2 separate regions of the Gossypium arboreum genome follow, and region 1 is linked to region 2. A link is a contact called in public Hi-C data. All regions are on one chromosome and are shown on one strand. Each heading gives the region's core, a stretch centred on a gene start, on an enhancer-like site or on the middle of the called end of the contact. The rest is flanking DNA. Distances are from core to core; before and after follow the strand shown. Region 1 holds the start of LOC108460650 (mitogen-activated protein kinase kinase kinase 1-like). Region 2 holds the start of LOC108460652 (serine hydroxymethyltransferase 7-like).

Region 1 (5,009 bases), core at 2,157-4,656, 210 kb after region 2:
TATCATTTTCCACTATATGCTTTTTACGTATTTTTAAATTTATGATTGTAACTAATAATCATAGCAAACAAACCTATATATTTATGAGATAATTCGATAATTTTTAAAAGTGTAAATGAATTTTGGTCAGATATATATAAATTTTAATTTTATGTAATTTTATATATTAAATATTTTGATTTAATTTTTATAGAACATTAATGTAATTATTAATATAACATTATTTATCCTTAACATATTACATATACAAATAGTGATATATGTATTCTATATAAAATTAAAATTGATGTATTTATTATTTAAATTTATAAAGTTAAATCAAAATTAAAATTTTATATATACATTTAAATTACAATTAAAGTCTCATATGTATAATTACACCAAATTACACATTAAACTAAAATTCATGTATAATTTTAATATTTATCCTTTTAATATTATTATACATTTCTATAATTTAACTTATAATTATAACATATATTCAAATTACTAGATTATAACACTCTCGTAAAATTTTAAATGATAAACATATTTGTTAAAAGTGATATTAAATAAAATTTTAGTTGAAATAATAAAATTAAATGTCTAAGATTTATTGTGTCATGGGTTCAAAATTCATCATAATTGAGTTGTTATTCATTTTTTTATATAAAATCGTATAATAATAAATAAATAAACAAGAGTATTCTTGTAATAATATAACTTACTTTATAGAAGGGTATTTTGATAATTTTCTAAATTAGTTGACTCCCCATTGACTCATGAAACCAATTAAGTCGTTTAAGCTCTTGATTGAGATCTTGTCACAAATCAACTAGACACTAACACTAAAACCTTTGACTCGTACAAAATAACAAATATTAATCTGAAGGTATTTTTATATTTATATATATATTTATAAAATATTATTATAATGAAATTTGAACCTAAAATGCATTTTAACCAAAGCCTTATTTAGCTTTAATATTTTTTTATAAATATACATGTTATATTAGCTTTTTCATCCACGTCACGAGTGTACTATAATCAAGTAATCTAATATCATTTAAGAGTTTGACTAAACTAATACTCAATTTGATTAAAAACCATGTATTTATAAAGTTACACTATTAAAACCTACATATAATGAGATTTGAACTTAAAACCCATATAATATTTAAACTTTCAACTTTACCACTTAAATAAAAATAGAGTTGTTCATGGGTCGGGTCATTCAGCCCCATTCTCGCTCGAAAAATGAGAGAGTTTGGGCAAAAATATAGGCCTGTTTAGAAAATGGATTGAGCCTCGGATAAGATTTTTTTGAGTTTGGGTTGGCTCGAATTTTCATTAAAAAAATCCTTATTCTTTCATGTTTTGTTGTTGTTTTCTCACTTTTTGCCACAATTTTGCTACCATTTTATTATTATGTTACTACTATTTTGTTGTTAATGTTTGGATATTGTATAACACTTGTTTTATTGTTAATTTTGCTACTATTTTAGAGGTATTTGCTTGTTAAGTTGTACTTATCTTATTGTTATTTAAGTACAAATATTTTTTAATTTATTTTCAATTTGTTGGAAAAATTTTATTTTAATATTTTAGTATATTTGATATATCATATTTTTTATTTTTTATATAAAAACAAAAATTAAAAAATTAATACAGGCAAGCTAGACTTAGACAAATATTTAAACTTATTTTTCAAACTGAGCTAAAGCCACACTTATCAATCGAACCTAAAATTTTATTACAACTTTAACTCAACCTTAAAAAATATGGTATGATGTAAATGTGAATTGAATGAGTTAACTAAAATTTTATAAATAAATCTTGATTCCAATTGAATCAAATTAAAATTAGAGTGGATGGCTCCACTCACATAGCATTACACTAATTCAATTCCAGTAGAGATAGATTTTGTTTTAGAGTATAAATCTCACCATACTCTTGACATTATGCAAATTCACACATTTACCAAGGATAATGACGAATATCCATGTTGGTCTACTTTTGATGCCAGCCGCTGTAGACCATTAACCCCTTTGTTTTTATACACATCTTTCTATATTTGATATCAATTTTTTTAAAAAATTGATTTTTATTATAAATTTTGAAGTCAAAATTTTATTTAAAAATATCTAATCTTTATTCATGAGGTTTAGACACTACACACCTATCTGGTCAATATAAAATTTTAGATTTATTTTTAGGTTTAGATTCGGTTTAGTACGAAAAATAAACTTAAAATTATGTTTAAGTTTTATTCAAATTAAAAATACTAAATCTAAATTTGATCTGTCTAGCCCGTATTTATTTTTTAAAATTATTTTATATAAAAATAAACTTAAAAATATAATACATTAAATACATTAAAAATATTAAAATAAATATTTCCTAACAAATTAAAAATACATTAGAAAAGCCTTTATACTTAAAAACACTAAGATAGTTGTAACTTAGCAAAGTTGCAAATTTAATAATAAAACATGAGTTATACAATATCTAAACAATAATAATAATATAATAGCAATATAATAATAAAATGAAAGCAAAACAATAATGAAACAACAACAAAACAACTAATTCTGACTGGCTCGATCCTGAACAAAAATAATTTTACCTGAAACTTAACTTGTTTAGAGAATTAGTCTTATTTTTTTGTCCAACCCTATTTTTCAAGTTTATATTTTATCAAAATTCTCTTACTTTTCAAATAAGCCCTCGAACTTGGACAAGTGACTCAGACAATGATTAGATTAAAGACACTATTAGCAAAAGCTAAGGCACTAGACCTTAAAAGGTTTGAATCTTATTCTTTCTTTGTTGTATTGTATATTGGTTAAGTTTTATATTACGATTGATCATAAATATATATATATATATATATATATATATATATTTGTATATGTATTATAGTTGTGGGACTTTAAAAAAAATTTAACTCCAACACAATAAATTTGGGTATAAGCTTATTATTCATGTGGCGACAAATTTACGATAAAAGTATTATGAAGATTCTTATATTAGAAATCAAATTATATTTTATCTTTTTATTAAAATTTAGACAAATTAATTCTTATACGTTAAATTAAAGAATAATTAATTTTTCTATTAAATATTTATCAATTTTTAATATACAAAATAATCAATTTATTTTTAATCTAATATATATGATTAATTTACATTTTTTAAATATAATCAATATCATACAATTAAAATATAAATACAAATGTGAGTAACTATAAATATTAAACTATTACAAATGGACAGTCTAAGCAACTATTCGATTACAAACGGCCTAGTGATTACAATCCAAAATAAAATTTACAAACTGAAGGAGCTAACTGGATAAAAAAGTAATCCTTGGATGCAAAGATTTAAAAATTTCTTGCAAGCGACACGTGGCGACGCGTATAATCTCTTTATTTCTCTCTCTTCCGACGGCGTTTACTAGCCAGCCACTCTGTCTACCATTATCACGTTTTTTTTTCTCTCTCTTTAGGTCAGCCGCTTTTCGCTCCCAATTTTTCTCACCTAAATTTTCCTAGGAAAGTTACGGAGAAAAAGAACAAAAGCGTTTCTCTTTGTTAAATTGATATTTTCGAAAACCCTATGCTGCTTTAGCTTTTTTTTTGAATTTTGATGGATTCTGTTCCACATGCATCACTTACCTCGATTCTTTAGCAATAGAGTCGCCATGGACTCGAAAAGGAGCAGAAGAAAACCTAGACTCGAGCGACGCAATGCAGCGAAGGACATCGATTACGATGCGGGCTCGTTTTGTTCGTCTCTCGATGATTCTTCTTCTTCTTCTTCTCCTCTAGTCACACGATCGCTCGATTTGTATCAAACAAGCTTTCGTCTCGAAGGAACCGACGGAGAGTTCGATCGAATTTGTCGGAGCTTGGGCCTTAATGGTCCTGAAGATTTTTCAATCCCGACCGCCGCCTGGGAGGCCCGTAAGATCAGATCGTCGTCGGATCTTCTGCCTCGGTCCAGATTAAACCGGTTGGATAGTCCTAAAGAAGAGACAGCTCTAGTAAAAGGCGGCGCGGGCGCTGAAGTAACAGTAGATGAATTGGCTGAGAGGGTTTTGGCTACTGAGTTGACTCGGAAGGACTCGTCCGAGTCGAAAAGGGAATGCTGCTTTTCTGATAAAATTGCGGTGGATAATACTACGACAACCGAATTGAAGTCAAGCACGTCTTGCGTTTCGAATGTTGTTGTTGGAGGGGGGAATAGTGGAATTAAAGGGGATAGGCCACCGTTTTTAAAGCCACCTCCGGGAATGAAGCTAAAAGCGATCGATAACGGCTGCTCCACCTGGGATCTGTTTAGGGATTTCGGCCCCGATGACGATAGAGGGTGTGCGATTCCGGTTAACTCACATTCGTCTTCCGATGACGAAGAATATAAAAGAGAGGACGGTGGGTTTAATGAGGGAAATACTAAGGAGGAAAATTTAATGAGAATAGGAGACAATGCGGTGCTTTCAGAGTCTTGTTCTTTCACAACTTCGAATGATGATGATTCTTCGAGTACTACAACAGAGCCTATGTCAAATATTTCTCCTAACGGTAGGTTCAAAAGGACAATTACTTATTGGGAGAAAGGTGAGCTTCTGGGAAGTGGATCATTTGGATCGGTTTACGAAGGGATTTCTGAGTAAGTGATTTGATACTCTGCCTATAATATAACATCCATTTTCATTTAGTAGCTTTTGTTGCAAGTTATTTTATCTTTGGGCACCTTATTTTATCTTTTGTTTCAAGCATCTGGGGTTAGGAAGTGTTCTTGGTCTTAGTTAAGCATTTAAGAAAGCGCCTCTGTATGGCTCCTTTCTTCTTTAGAGAGCACCTTCTTACATGTTTGGCTTGATGGATTAAGGATAGTAGCATCTTAGGATTGCTAGATTTCATTTATATGGTGAATTCCAAATGTGACTACTTTTTGGACATCTCATGTTTCTGCGTCTTGAACATGAAGGTTTGATGTATTTTAGCCTGCACTATCATCTGTCTTTA
Region 2 (5,302 bases), core at 2,531-5,030:
GAGTGATGTGGCACATCTCACAAACTTTCTCATAGCATTTGCCTGGGAAACAGAATGTGGAAAGTGTTAACTATGGAAGGAGTAGTCTAAGAAAGCATGTCTTAATATGCAGGAAATGCTCCATGCATATGAACAATTGAACATATAGGTTGCTTCTCATAGTAATAAATTACTTTTTAGCTAGTCAAACAGATGGGATGGTGAGATGTAGACGGGAAGAAAACTTATAGCAAATACAGTTGACAAGCAACAGGTTCACTTCACTTTAATTCGCAGGAAAATTGACAGCCTTTAAACTTAAGTATCACCTTCTATTTTCACGACATAGAATCTTTAATTATATTTAATTATTGGCTTTCTAGATTTGATTCGCAAGAATTAACTTATACTCTTTAAATGGGAAAAGAAAAACACTTTGTTGTATGCTTTCCCCTTCTAAAATATAGCCATGAATAATTGTTTTTTTTTTTTGTGGGGGGGGGAGTCAAGAATAAAATGGTAACAAACTAGAGATTGATCTTTACAAGGGGTTTTTGATAAATCAATGCACATTTTGCAACAAGGGAAGATAACTTCGAAATGCATACAGAGGCTGCCCGGAAAGAAGGGGAAAAAGAAGGTTAAAAAAGCCGTTAAGAAGTTCTGGATGAAAAATTGGAAACAAAGTGAATATGCAATTTTTTAACATAATCGAATGAAATTACAAAAAAGAATAACTTAATTCAAGCCAAAAGAAAATTTCAGGTGTTAGCACAGCACGTAAATAAACCAAATTTGTGATTTTGAGCAGGCACCTGTTAAGCCTAGTGTAGTGAGATCCCACAGCAACAAATGGTTGTCAGTGCCTCCGGTAACCAACTTGCATTTTCTTTTCAGTAGAGCAGATGCCAAAGCCTGAGCATTTTTCTTCACCTGTTGCATATAGGCTTTGTACTCTGGTGTAGTCACTTGCTTCAATGCTATGGCAAGAGCAGCAATGTGATTGTTATGAGGTCCTCCTTGTAATGATGCATGGACAGCAAAATTTATCTTTTCCTCAAAATCAAGCTGGTCAGTACAATCACCATTACTGAGACACATGCCTTGCTTTCTTGATTTTGCGCCCCTCCTATAAAAGATTATACCTCCCCTTGGGCCCCGTAGACTTTTGTGTGTTGTTGAAGTGACAATATCACAGTAGTCAAATGGACTAGCACATTCCTGTAATGTACAAGGGTAAACATGCCAGTATGGAGAAAGAACACAAAATTGCCTTGCATTAAAAAACAAATACTGAAAGATTCACCAACATGAAGAGCCATTATAAGTTGAAGCTATTATATTCTTACAAGGGCCGAGGCATATCAAATGGATTTTATTTTCTTTTTGGGGTGTGGGGAGACAACTCAAACAATAACTTAGCACACAATTCTAACAGTTCAAGCCTGAAAGTCACACAGTTGTTCCTGTTAATTTGTACATAAATAACCCTAACAAACTAGATTTATGAACTTTGAGAAGAAAAACACCCTGTAAAAAAATCAACAGTTTGTAAATTGTATAACTTTGAATTTCATATATATCATGGTTGAGCTAGCAACAGTAAAGTATTCAAACAAATAGAGCTCTCCTAAATGTAGTTAGCATAAGGGAAACCGGAAACTATGAAATTCATATGCTTTACCATCACTACAACAGTCAAAATATAAATCCTATCCTTACATGTCTTCCAAAAATCTCCTTTTTTCTGAAATAATTAGACTCATCCGACCAAAAGGAGAAAAGAACAAAAGGAATGAAACATCACATTGCCATGACTAACAAGTACAAAAGTACAAAGGATGAGATCTATTTACATTTATTCATATATAAACCCAATGCATATGTGTTTACATTGACATATTACCAATTCTAATAAACTCAAAAGTTTTTAGGAACGGAAAAGAAAACAAAGAAAATTTTAGAAGATCCATATAGTCAGATAGTTCACAGTTCATAATAGTATATGATAAATCAGTCCATCTCAAAAAATCTAATAGATAGGTTTACCCTTGGTTCAACATCAATAAGTTATGTTGTTTGGATATACAAATTCACAGGCTGACAGGATTTGGTTTCTGCCAAATAAGCTCAAGCTTTCTCCCCAGAATGCAAGTAATGTGGCTTTTCTTTCAGGTCTTTGTTAAATGTAAATCTGAGCATGTGTGGTTCTGTCTGCATGGGATCGAAGGTTGGGCTGTGTGAATCACAAGCATATTTGACAGGCAAACAGTAATACATTACTTGATGTTTACCAACAGCAATGCGGCTTGTAAGTTAACCCCAGTAGTATCTAAGTGATTAATATTTTTTCTAGACTAGTTAAGTAATTTACCTCAAGCCTATCCACCAAACAAATTGCAAGAAACCTTAACTCGTGGAAAAGAACCTTTGAACTACAATCAAAACATCAAACTAATAAGTAATTTAAACAAGAAAATTTTCAAACCTTGGCTGCCACAAGACCACTAATATGAGCCATATCACACATCAAAACAGCTCCACATCTATCTGCAATTTGCCTAAACCTTGCATAATCCCACTCCCTAGGATACGAACTCCCACCACAAATTAGAATCTTGGGCCGATAATCAAGCGCCTTTTCCTCAAGCTTATTATAATCAATAAACCCTGTTTGAGGATTCACCTTGTAAGGAAAACTCTCAAAGAATATCGACGCAGCAGAGACTTTCTTCCCACCCGGCATATACCATCCATGGCTCATATGCCCTCCAGAGGGCGAATCCAATCCCATCATCCGATCACCAGGTAATAAAAGTCCCGTATAAACGGCGAAATTTGCAGAAGTACACGAATAAGGCTGCACATTGACTCCCCATTTGTCGGAATCAAGATTAAAAGCTGCCATTGCACGATCTTGACATAGGCTTTCGATTTGATCAATAAAATGATTGCCCGTGTAGTACCTCGCTCCAGGCATTCCTTCGGAGTATTTGTTTGTTAAATGGCTTCCCAAAGCTTCCATCACAGCTCGGCACACAAAGTTTTCAGAAGCAATAAGCTCAATTCCTAAGAATTGCCTCTGCTTTTCCTTGTTCATGATCTCACTCAATTCAGGATCGGCCTCTTGTAGCCGTTGGTTTCCCCACGACCTGACCGCGGCTCGTCTTTGGTCCAGGCCGGGGTCGGGAGCAAACCGTTTACAAGGATTTGGAAGAGGTTTAGGATCCCTTTGTCTTTTCACACACATAGACTGCCCCCAAATCCTAATTTCTTCATCACTTTCGATGCGATTTTCACGGTGGCCGTCGTCTTTTTCCTCGAACAACTGTAACGGAACGGGTGAGACGGAGAAGCGAAAGGTGGTGTCCATTTGAAGCGAAATCGGATCATCCGCAATGGAGGATTTAGTAAAACCCAGGGACAAACCCGATTTAGTATGAAATAAATCCATTGAAACCCTAAAAGGGAAATTTTTGAAGTGTTTGGGGGAACTTTTCCCGAGGAGTTGAAATTCCTAATAACGGAAATAACGATGCTTCGCACAAACAGAGCTTCCCATAGAATATGTATAAATAAATTTTGCGTGTGTGTTTACAAATGAGTCCCTGAAACTGAAACCTTAGAAAAGGCAAGGAGGGGAGGTGGGTTACCGGAAGACAGGTGGTTGACGAAGATGTGGTTGAATGAAGGTAGATGAGATTTTGAAGAATGGAACGTTTTGTTGACCGGGGATAGCAAGTAGGGCATACCGGCTTGTTCCGGTAAGATTGCACGTGGACAAAATGGAAGATAGGTGGCGTACGAAGAATGGTTCACTTGGTTTGTAAACTCATGCAGATTGAATGACGGCTAGGTTCATTCTTTTTAAACAATTAGATAAAAAATTGATGTAATAATTCTGGTGATGGAAGGCTGCCATTGTTACCAAATAATTTTAGTTTTTAGAAAATCATGATAAAATTGTATTTTCTATCTTTCAAAATATTTTTCATTTTCTCTCCTTAATCAATTTTATTTTGTTGTCTTTAAATATTAATACATTTTATATTTATTCAAACCTAATATAACTTGAAATAATAACTTAAAATTTTATTCAAATCAATTTACATTTATAAATGATTGGCGTATGCTAATTTGAGGCCTACTTATATTGTTTTTAAAATATTTATATTAACTTTAATTTAAATTTTAATAATTTTATATATTTTTCATTTATTAAAATTTTATATATAAGTAACTTAACATTTTTAATGTTTACATCATGGTAACATATACTACTATAGGTTTAATTTTTTGTGTTATAAATTACAAGTGGCGGAGCCAATATATTAATCTTGGGGAAGGGCCAAGCTACAATTAAAAGTGTTATGTAATAGTCAATTTAAACATATAAAAAATTAATTCAAAAGTAGTATTCTAACATGACAATCGATTTAAACATATAAAAAATATATTCAAAAGAAGCAGTATTCCAACAATTAAGACGAAATAGCTATCATTTGACTTGGTTAACCAATTTTTATTCTGTTTTCACAAGAATGCTCACTACTTCACAAGTTATCATTTGACATAAATTACATTTAATAATATTTTTATATTTATTTGTTTGAATTATAATAATTAATAGATATTATTTTAAATTAATAATCATTTAATTACTATTATAATTCTATTAAATAAAAAAACCATTATAAATAACATTCAATATTGTAACATTTTCAAATAGTAGCGTCCAAAAATATGAATATTATTTAAAAGTTGAAAACAAGGGTTTTATAATTAGAGTAATAGTTAAACCGATGAAACTACTAATTTTGGACAGAATCAATTTTAACTGCTGGTTGAACATATTTACAAATTACAAGACTGTAGAAAAAGAAGAGAGAAAAGAACAATTGATTTGAGCAAAAGAAACTAAAAATTGAATAGATCTCCACTTCTTTCTTTTCGTATTAAAATAAATATCAATAAACAAAGAATTTATTTTTTAGTTTTGAATTTTAGTGTTGTTGGGAATTATTTTTGGGAATACCATGGAAAAGAAATTTATTTACTGTCTAAGGGACAATTTGGGATGATTATAAGAAACTCTAATTTCATAATCCATTTGAGTTTTCTTTAAATTTTATTTTAAAAAAAACATATAATTTCGTCAATTTGAGTTTCCTTCTGATAATTATATTTTTTTCCTTCCTAAAAGATTGAAGTTGCTTTCTATTTTTTTTTTTTATGAGTTCATCTTTTTCACAATTTTCTTTGCTTTTATTATTATTATTTATTTAAAATCTTTCTTAAGCGTGAGAATTTTTTGTCAGAAGCT

The links. A called contact is a pair of places that touch in the nucleus more often than the background predicts.
Region 1: a contact with region 2 is called in a Hi-C map of leaf, with 4 times the contacts expected there. The contact joins the promoter of LOC108460650 here to the promoter of LOC108460652 in region 2. A contact is called at or near these places in 2 of 5 Hi-C or Micro-C datasets (both in leaf).

Annotation. Positions count from the first base shown.
Region 1 is chr3:122,632,233-122,637,241 of ASM2569848v2, forward strand. LOC108460650 (mitogen-activated protein kinase kinase kinase 1-like) reads left to right here and starts at 3,407. Exons shown (of 9, transcript XM_017760228.2): 1 at 3,407-4,650. The coding sequence starts at 3,644.
Region 2 is chr3:122,423,758-122,429,059 of ASM2569848v2, forward strand. It overlaps LOC108460652 (serine hydroxymethyltransferase 7-like), which reads right to left and starts at 3,781. Exons shown (of 5, transcript XR_001867621.2): 1 at 2,468-3,781; 2 at 795-1,200; 3 at 1-42.